Linked DNA regions of Mus musculus: region 1 is linked to region 2. Evidence: chromatin contacts called from public promoter capture Hi-C data. All regions are on one chromosome and are shown on one strand. Each heading gives the region's core, a stretch centred on a gene start, on an enhancer-like site or on the middle of the called end of the contact. The rest is flanking DNA. Distances are from core to core; before and after follow the strand shown.

Region 1 (4,981 bases), core at 1,704-4,203, 310 kb after region 2:
TTGTGTGAGCTCAGTCCTCTGCGGGTTTGCTGTGCCTGTCACTCACGGCCGTGCTGGCTGGTGTACAGCATCAGTGCATGGCTTCCTTGGCTGCTCCGTTGGGGTGATGTGGCAGTAACACCAATAGAAAGTCCCAGGACCTCAAAGGCTCGTCATTGTCAGCATCCTTGCTGTGGTGCTATGAGGGCTACTGAGGTCAGTGCTGAGACCACTCTTTCCTAGAGGACCCAGCGTGAAGGGCCTTTGTCCCCTTAAAGCCTGCTGCCTGCTCCTATTGCAAGCACTGCCTGCCAGCAGTTTAGGACTGAAGAGATGGCAGCAGTCTCTGTGGCATGAAAGTTGGACTTTAATTGGCTGCTGGGGCGTCCCCGCCATCTGATGATGCCACCTGTGTGTGTCCCTTTCCTGTCAGTGTCTGCAGATTCCCTGTCAACGCTGGTCCTGTTAACACAAACAGCCAGATTACAAGCCTGGGAAATGTTCAGTGATTATGATAATTGACAAGAAGGGGTGTGAAGAAAGTCACTAGGGTTTTAGTAAATGGGGCACCAGGGCAGGCACAGCCATGCTTCAACTACCTTGAAGAAGGAGTGTAGTGCCTAGAATGGTCTAGAGAGCTACATGCAAACAGAGAGCTTTTTGTCTCTAAAACGACAGTTGAGGCTGGAAGCCACCCTGTTGCTCTAACCATTGAGCAACCCGCTCTGTGCAGCATCCCTTTCTGTGCCTTGTCAGAACAAGCCTGGATGTTCTTTAAACATCTGAAGTGCAGAGTTTGGGTAGTTTGTATTCTGTGGAAGCTTTGCCAATGCAAAGGTTTTTGTTGTCACAATGAGGCTCTGGTAGCAGCTGCCGTGTTTGGGCTTTTTAGCTCTTACCATTTGCTGGGATTTAGAAGCGTCGTCACACCAACCACATTAGGAAATAGAATATGGCGTGCCCATCCCCGAGCTCTTTATTTTCCAAGTATTTTCCTAATGTTGGCAATGTGGTCCTTGGGATGTGAGCCCCACACTGCAGTATACGGCAATGGAGATTCACGTGTTGCTGACTGCAGTGAAGGCCCCGGGAAGTCTTGCATTAAAGGTCTTATTTAACTTTATCTAAATAATCTTAGGCTTGGAAACTTTTGGCTGAGTACCAAAAACTAGTCATTTAGTAAGCTACAGTCTAATTCTTTCTGTATCTATTCTTCTGGGACGAGTCAGGATAGTTGGAGCGGTCGTCCCTTGGCGTCTCAGACCTTTCCAAGCCTGTAGGACAGCAACATTCCCTTTGCCAGTATGACAGGATCTGAATGGCAGCTTGACAAGGCTGTGGGAAGGACCCCGGCCATGTTGGATCCCAAATCAACAGCTCATTGAGGGGATAGACCAGGCACGTGCCAAGATCAGATTAACGTCTGGGATGATGGGGTGTGGACAAGATACGGAGGTCCTAGTGAAGACCACTGGGGCCACAGCATGCAGGCCCAGGGCATTGGCGCTTTGGCCTTGAGGGTAACAGATTGATTAGAGAAGAGAGTGCAGAGGGCCCCACCTTGTTTGGAGGAAGAATCTAGACTGAGGTCTCTCTTTGGAGCCTTGCTGAGTCTGTGGCTGTGAAGTTGGCTGGACGGGAAGGACAAGGGACACTGACCTTACCTGGCGTTCCAGTGGGGGCATGGAATTGGCCTCTGTAGGTCCTGGGCAGCTCTTCCCAGGGTGCTGTGCACCGAGAAGCCACTTGCATTATCATATGACTAGGTCCTGTCTCATCTGCTCAGCCCTGTGTCCTTACCACCACCTGTGCAGTCTAGCCAGGTTGGTTCCTACTGCACCCCACACCCCCCACTGTCTTGTAACCTGCTGCTCTGTCTTCCCCAGGAACTCGTGGGTGACACTTCTAGAGAGGCTCTCGGTGAGGAGGACGAGGACGACTTCCCCCTAGAAGGTATGTGGGTTTCAGTAGCTCTGCCTATGTATGGCACTAGGGTCAGGGAAAGGCCCACAGAGCTCAGAGGGTGTAAGCAGGGGATGAGGAACCCTTCTCAGCACTCAGGGTTACATCCACACCCTGTGCTCAGGGGCTATCAGACTTCAAGAAGGCCATCACAGGGCTAACCCCCTGTCGTGGTGTCAGTCATAGTGAGTGAGTATCTGGCCTCTGCCCTCTCTTCTCCTGTCCCTTATGCAAGAACCCTCCTTTCTCCAGCAGAAACGCCTTGCTGTAGAGCTAGGGAGAGTGGCACAAACCCAACCTCTCGCCTGCTGGTTTGTTTCCGGCAGAGCCTGTGCCTTGATGCATAGATGCTTTGCAGCTGCCCACGTGACTCAGCTGACCTCCCATGACTATGACCAGCAATAGAGAGGGCTTCATCTGCCTGTTACTCACCATGGAAGGAGAGCCTGGCCAACGTTGAGCAGCCCAGGAGAGCAAGGACCCTGTCTGCCCTTTCAGACCCTTGGAAGGACCCTGGACCCAGTACCCACCAGGGGCTCTCCTGCCATTCCTAGTGCCATGGCCCAAGCCCACCCACACTAGGGCAGGGTTATAGCTGTGCATGGCAAGCTGCCAAGGGCAGATGCTTCTGAGCCCTAGTTATACACCTGCTGGGCCTAGGTTGTGACATCCCTCTATGCTCCTGGCCAGGGGAAAAAACTGGTTCCTGAATGTCATCTTTGTCTTTCTGTTGGTCAAGCTCATTGCCTCTTGGCTGTTAGAGAGCTAGCTGTTTAAGGGAGGGGAAGGGGCCTTGTGAGGCGTGAAGATGAAAAGGAGTCTCTGGCCATCCCAGGAGAGGAGGGCTTTGGCTCCTGGGTTGTTCTGTAAAGCTACCCCTAATCCCGAGTCTTAGCCGCCTTAACTGGCCAGCTGGGAGCGGAGCAGGAGATTAGGGCTGGCTTGGTGTGCAGGGCTGTGAGCTCCTTTTGAACTTGGGAAAGAACAAAGTAAACATCAGAGGTTCCAAGCTGACCGCAGGCCTGTGTGGCAGGGTGTGGAAAGCAGAGGGACCCTCCTTCTGGAGATCCAGAAGCAGCTAAGCACAGGAGGGCCAAACCCCTTGTACACTTCTGAGGTCCGTGCTCTGAGTACGCATGAGTCAGTACTGGTGTGGTGGGCAGGCCCAGGATGCATCCAAGGGGGTCCTTCATGGGCTCCCCTGACTTATGATGAGTGTCCCCTATGCCCAGGGTGCACCCCAGCCTTCTGGCTCACTTCTGTCTCAGGGACTCCAAGCAGTGTCTCTATTGACCCTGGTGCCCACTTGGCATCTGCTGCAGAAACCTAGTTTTGTAGAACCTAGCAGGCCAATGTCCCACCTAGTAAGGCTGTCAAGGCTACCAAAGTATGACCCCTCTCATTGGGCCAGGGCTCCCTCCAGGCCTTGCAAACAGAGCCCACTAGAGCTTTGTATCTGGCTAAAGAGAAGCCTGAGTAAAAGGAAGAAACTCTGGGTGCAGGGCATTCGGTTGAGGGTGCCAGCAACAGTGTCAACAGGCCAGATTCCCCCCTCCCCCTGGAGTTCCCGGAGATTGAACCACCAACCAAAGAATATACATGGAACCACCTAGCTGTTGGGGAGACTGGAGCGGGAGGGGAAGGGCTTCTCAAGGAACGGCTTCAGGCGGTTCCACTCCCTCCTCTAGGGCAGGCCCGTGGGCAAGGCTAGCTGGCAGTGCCTGAGGTCTGAGGGGGCCTCTGGGGAGCAGCAGGTGGCTGCCCTGGCTCCTCTTCCAGCTTGGGCTCCCCACAAGCTCCTCAGTCACACCTTAGTCCCCAGCACCTCTAAGCCCTTTCCACTGAGTGAACATGGCTTGGTGTCTTCCCTTCTGCTGTCCACAGAAGTGTCGCATGGACAGTGGAGGTTGTGGCTCTGCTGTGCCAGGGAGGTTTAGCTGTGTCCCCAGTGGCCAGGTTAGAAAGCTAATCTCCTTCATGGCCTTTCACATGGGGGAAGGACAGGGGCAAAGTGGATGGACCACAGCTGACTCTTACAGCTCTCTCTTTGTCCAGGGTCCCTGCCTTCTCTTCAGGCCCCAGAGTGTGAGGACCAGACACTGTTGGTAGACAGTTGCCTCCTTTGCCTGTTTCCCCTTTGCCTGTTCCCTCTCAGTCACAAGTGTTTCTAAAGCAGAATCCTGGGACGTGGGCCCAGGAGTGGCGTGTGGGAGGGCAGTGTGCATATTTGGAGGCGAGCCGGGGAATGTTTGGGGGCTCTGCTGGCCAGATCACTGCTGCTGGGAGGTGGCCTTGGTTCCCTGAAAAGCAGAGGCTCACAGCACACACTCCTTAAGCCAGGACTCCGGGCTCTTTCAGATGTTCAACCAAACTTGTTTGAACTTGAGGCTCTTGAAATTGAAAATTCTCAGATAGGATTGCCTAAAAAGGCCTGGCTGGATCTAGGAATGTAGTTGGCCACACCGTACAAGCAGATGCGCGCGCACACACACACACACACACCCTCTCACCCTCTCCATCTCTTTCTGTCCCCTGTCCCTGAAAGTCTGAGATGAGTTTTGGGGAGCATCAGGAATGTCTACCCATGAAAGGGTACATTAGTGACACTCCTGGCTTCTTTCCTGTCAGGGAGGATTACTTGGCCCAACTTCCCTCTCATCTAAATTTGAGCAATGATACAAAACTCCACCCCTAAGCTCTCTCCCCTTTGAATGCGGAATGTGTGGGGCTGTCTCAAGCAAGGCATGGCTTCTGGGTCATGGGATTCTTTGCAGAAATTCTGCTCTCACTTTTATAACCAGGAAAACTCTAGGCTTGTGAGACCTGACTATAGTGTAATGGTGTGGGTAGATAGAGGCTGTGAAAAATACATCCTTTTTCTCTTCTCTTCTCTTCTCTTCTCTTCTCTTCTCTTCTCTTCTCTTCTCTTCTCTTCTCTTCTCTTCTCTTCTCTTCTCTTCTCTTCTCTTCTCTTCTCTTCTCTTCTCCTCTCCTCTCCTCTCCTCTCCTCTCCTCTCCTCTCCTCTCCTCTCCTCTCCTC
Region 2 (5,018 bases), core at 2,482-4,981:
AGGCATGCGCCACCACGGCCGGCTCTAGTCTCTGGCTTTTAAGATTCCCTGTTACATTACACTGAGGTTTCCAAATCTTTGAAAGTTCAGCAATCCTGTGACTCTCCACACTTCGCATTGCTAGGGAGCGCTGCTGCTTCCATGTGTATCGTTAAAGGGGGGAAGGAACAGTAGCGACCGGTGCTGGTTTTGGACACAGTGGGGAAGACCACTGAGGTCAACACTCCTCTCTGGTAGCACATCCTATAGACTTGCTTATAAGTCGGGCGACGTCCACTTGCTTGTGTCTAACCAGCTCTCTGTTTATTTTCTTTGATAGCATTGCCTTCAGTGTTAAGCAACGCAGACGCTCATGAGGTGCTGGAGGTCTGAGCCCTCAACTCTCCAGTCTTGTCTAGTTTCCGCTGCAGAGGCACTAAAGGAATTTACCAGAAAGAGATTTGATACAAATGGTTTATGAAATCTCGACATTTCCTGAGGCCATGTGACTAGCCACCAGTGACGAAAACAGTGAATTTCACACCCGGAAGCTTTTTTTTTTTTTTTTTTTTTTTTTTAAGCTCACAGTGTCTTCAAAGATGTCAGTTGTTTGCCTTGAAAGTTTATAAATTGCTCTTCTATGCACACACACCCCATCCCACGGGGCTCATTATTCACAGTCTGCAGTTCAATAAAGGCTTTGTGCTTTCATTTATCTTAAGAACTGTGGGTATGAGCTTTGTAAAACCGGAATAGCTACTTAAAGAAAACTTCTAAATACGGCAGCATTTAGACAGTGGACATTTCCTTGCTGCTGACGGCAAAACTCCTTTGTTCTTAACAAATGCTGCCAGGGGGAGACATTCCACCACACCCAGGACGAAGCTGGAAACCTTTGGGTATTTGTAGTAGTGGCCCAGCTCTTTGGTTGGGTTGGGTTGGTTTTGGTTGGTTGGTTTGAGATAGGAACTCATGTAGCCCTAACTGATTAAGAACCCATTTCCCAAGTACTGGGATCAAAGGCATGCCCCACCATGCCCAGTTTTATCTTGCTCCTTAAACTTAACAGCTGTAAGGAACTGCATTACTCTGCTGTAGGTTTGGTGGAGCAAGGCTCGGAGCAGTGAGGAAAAGGGCTGTGGATGGGGCTGGATGATGGACGCCTTGTCCAGCATGCTGGAGGTCCAGGGTCCGAACCTCAGTACTACTGGATGGAGGGAAGGTCCGAAATGGTGGTCTGAGAGGCAGGGTTATTGGCTGGTTTTAGGATTGTGCAAGGGAGTGGCTAGGTTGTAGTCCTTTGCCTGCGACCCCACTGAGAAAGCCAAGCTGATTGGTGTCAAGTGGCCCCGCTGTGGATAGACTGGCCAGGAGACGCCAGCTGTGCCTGCAGACTCCTGCTCACTTCTTGAGAGCTCCGGAGAAACAAGAACGCTTTTCGGTAGTATCTGAACAAATTCATAGTAAATGACAGGATGCGCTCATTATAACACAGGGTAGTTCCACCAGTCTACCTAGACACTGAATTTGTGCATGTGTGCTCCATTGTGAAGAAATCCAGGTAAATATCTAAATAGTTTTGATTTTTTTTCCTTTGACTCCCGAGTCCTGCTTAGTCATCCTAGAGCTACATTTTAATACTGTCAGTAGCCTAAGCTAATTTTTGTGCATATTCCCATATCAACATGTTGGGGTGTGGGAGTGCCTCTATCACAGTTGGTCATACAGTACCACAGCTCTCCTGTGGTCTGCACATGTGCAGAAGTAGTCCTTACTGTATATTGTACTGGCCGGTGGCAGTTGCTTTGGTAAATCATTGAGGTAAATGCCCTGACACTAAGACACCAGTGGACTTCCATGCAGTGCCCAGAGCTCTCAGCATACCTTAAACACAGACTTTAGAAAGTTGATAGAATGACACTCCTGAGCCAGGGTTTTGGTTTTTTTCTTGTTTTCAAAAAGATTTATTTTATGTATATTAGTATACTGTCACTCTCTTCAGACACACCAGAAGAGGGCATCAGATCCCATTACTTGTGAACCACCATGTGGTTGCTGGGAACTGAATGCAAGAGCAGTCAGTGCGCTTAACCACTGAGCCAACTCTCCAGCCCTTGAACCAAGTTTTCTAAGAAAGTAAAAATCCCCTTTTTTTACCCACAAGATCTTTCTATGTACACTAGGATGACTTTGAACTCTGGTCTTTCTGCCTTGTTTCCTCATGTCAGGATTATAAGTGTGTACCACACCGGCTTCAGGATTACTTTCTTAGCCAAAGTTGTTTTGGGAAGTTTCTTGTCTTTGTTGTTTGTTGTTGTTGTTGTTGTTGTTGTAAGGCCAGGATCTTAAGTAGCCCAGACTAGCTTCAAACATGGTATATATCCAAAGATGATCTTGTATTTTTGGTTCCCTTGGCTGCCCCTCAAATGCTGGGATGCACCACCACATCCCGATAACTTGTTGCTAGTAATCAAAGCCAGGCCCTTGTGCATAGTAGGCAGACACGCCACAGCTGAGCTAAGTCCCCAGCCTGTCTTTTGGTTCTTCTCCTTAAATGTCACAGTGCAGCAGAGTCATCCCGAACAGCACTCCACTCCCTTTGCCATTTTCCACTTTTAAGGAAAGGAGCCTTGCTTTGGGCAACACTGGGGAGGGGGGAAGGCCAATTCTTTGATCATTTTCTACCATCTGCCTGTTAACACTCCACCTTTTAAACCAGGTGGAGTGTCAATCCCAGCACTCGGGAGACGGTGGTGGTGCACGCCTTTAATCCCAGCACTCGGGAGGTAGAGGCAGGCGAATTTCTGAGTTCGAGGCCAGCCTGGTCTACAGAGTGAGTTTCAGGACAGCCAGGACAGCCAGGGCTATACAGAGAAACCCTGTCTCAAAAAAACAAAACAAAACAAAAAAAAGCACTCCACCTTTTGTTGTTTTGTAGCTCTGCCTGTCCCAGAACTCACCATGTAGACCAGGCTGGCTTTGAACTTACATTTCAGGTTTGGGGTAAGGAGGAAGGGCTCCCCACCAGAACAACTGGATCCCAGTTATTTGAAGTAGACAGGGCCAGAGCTGCTGTGTGGTTTTTGAGGCTAAATTGGGGGGAGGGGGCGGGGACCAAAAGCCATCTGGTGGTGAGGAATTCCACAGTCTTCTGGTGCACAACAGTGTTTGAAAGCTGTTCTCCTCAGGCCACATTCTTGAGTCTTGCGGCTTGAGTCTTTGCTGGCATTCCATAGTGAGCCAGTCTGGGTTGACCAGCTTAACTAAGAGATGCAAGATTTTTGGCTTTTAATTGGGAACATTTTGCCTTTTAAGTAAAATGTTTTAAATTCCTTGTTTGTCTAAGAAGACCATTTTAAAACCAAGGAACTAGGGATCTGAAATAACCCACCTGTGTAAAACACACACTCTGTGTGTGTGTGTGTGTGTGTGTGTGTGTGTGTGTGTGTGTGTGTGTGTGTGTGTGTGTGTGTGTCTGTGTCTGTGTCTGTGTCTGTCTGTGTGACTTAATTTCATTTTATATTGTGTGTACATTTAAAGCCTGTAACATTTAAAGCATTTAAAACCTTTTGGAAGTTGTGGGATTCAGAGGAACTGCCCAAAGGATGGATACAAGTAGATGGTGCCTTTTCTTTCTTTTGTTTCTTTTAAAAAATAAAGGATGTATTTTCGTTTTTCTGTGTGAGCTTTGGCTGGTTTCTGTATGTACTGTGCTCATGCAATGCTCACCGCGGCCAGAAGAGGGCATCAGATCCCCTGGACCTGGAGTGACTGCTGTGAGCCATCTATCTTGAGTTAGGAATCCAGGTCCCCTTCAAGAGCTGTAAGCACTCTTAACCGCTGAGGCATCTCTTCAACCCCTAGAAAGATGTCTTAATGTTTAATGTTAACAATAAAAGAGAAGGAGGAGCTGATTAAAAGCTGAAGTGGCCTCTTGAAATGGAATATCCATTTTCAGAAGATTGACCACTCAGTTTCAGCTTCGTACCTCCAGCTTGCACTTAGGGCGCCAGGAATGTGGCTTTTCTTGAGCACTCTTCAAAGGACCGTAAGGGGGTTGCGCCAGGCCTCTCAGATTAAAATCCACTTCAACACCAAGTGCTTCCAAGTACCAGGCTTAACCTCGTCCCCACAGGCGAGGAGACAGGAAAGACCTGTCTGGAGTGAGGCAGAGAGCAAGGGTCTTGGGCCCTGCCAAGAAGGTGCAAAAAAGCATATATTTGGGGAGAAGGGGAAGGTGTTGTGATGCCAAGGCATTCTGAATGTCTCCCCCAACTTCTAGGGGAGCCACTTCCAAAGTGGTGAGCCACTGCCGCCACTTCTCACGTTTTAGGTTTTGAAATTAAGTGTTGACTTCCCAATACCCTTAAGTCTCTACGCCGGGGCCTCCTCTGAGTAATTTTCCTGAGTGCAGTGGTCACAGTCGCTATGACTCCAAATGGCTGTTCTTATCAGCCATTTGTGCAATACAGTGAGTGGGGCAGGGGACGTGGGTGTTGTACCTGGAATCGCATGCTCTGCGGTGAGCTACACCCTCAGTGTTTTTATTTTTCCAGAAGCGTTAGTTTAGCACCTGAGCCTAAACTCCGTGGGTGTGTGAAACCTTGCAAATCAGCCAGCTGCACCAGGTGTTTTGTCACAGTCGCCGGGTCGCCTGAGGCTTCGGGCAGGTGTGCTTGAAGTGCAGGTGTTTGCTTGCCTGAACATCCCCCTCCTCCCCTGAAGCTTGCCTTCACTTGTGCACACCACAGCTCAGCTCAGTTTCCTGGATTTCCCTCTTGGTAAAGTCTTGGCTGGGTGTCTGCCCATCTCGCTTCCTGTGCGCAGGCTGTAAATGTCTGAAAGAGCTCTGCGTTTGTGTTCAGTTGGAAGTTTTGCTGGATATAGAGTTCTGACTGGGAAACGTCTCTCAGAAGCCGAAAGCATCATTTTCAGTGTCTTTAAGAATCCCAGATTGGAAGCAGAGGCAGGCGGATTTCTGACTTCAACGCCAGCCTGGTCTACAAAGTGAGTTCCAGGACAGCCAGGGCTATAAAAAA

Evidence for each region. Promoter capture Hi-C pulls out the DNA fragments that hold promoters and counts their contacts.
Region 1: a promoter capture Hi-C map of cranial neural crest shows a contact between it and region 2, with 2.9 times the contacts expected there. The contact joins two enhancer-like sites. A contact is called at or near these places in 4 of 39 promoter capture datasets (the C10 cell line, cranial neural crest, maxillary cranial neural crest and 1 more), 2 of 484 Hi-C or Micro-C datasets (Th1 cells and liver), 3 of 115 datasets of contacts at active chromatin or transcription factors (embryonic basal ganglia, embryonic hindbrain and large pre-B cells) and 1 of 9 other capture datasets (adipose tissue).

Annotation. Positions count from the first base shown.
Region 1 is chr8:88,572,333-88,577,313 of GRCm38.p6, forward strand. It overlaps Nkd1 (naked cuticle 1), which reads left to right. Exons shown (of 10, transcript NM_027280.3): 4 at 1,866-1,932. Among named protein-coding and RNA genes, the nearest start is that of Nkd1, 53 kb to the left of the region's middle. Within about 2 kb of position 2,954, at least 49 of the 459 cell types and tissues checked have an H3K27ac peak or open chromatin away from gene starts, as enhancers often do.
Region 2 is chr8:88,262,615-88,267,632 of GRCm38.p6, forward strand. It overlaps a transcript of Tent4b not described here. Among named protein-coding and RNA genes, the nearest start is that of Adcy7, 29 kb to the right of the region's middle. Within about 2 kb of position 3,732, at least 43 of the 459 cell types and tissues checked have an H3K27ac peak or open chromatin away from gene starts, as enhancers often do.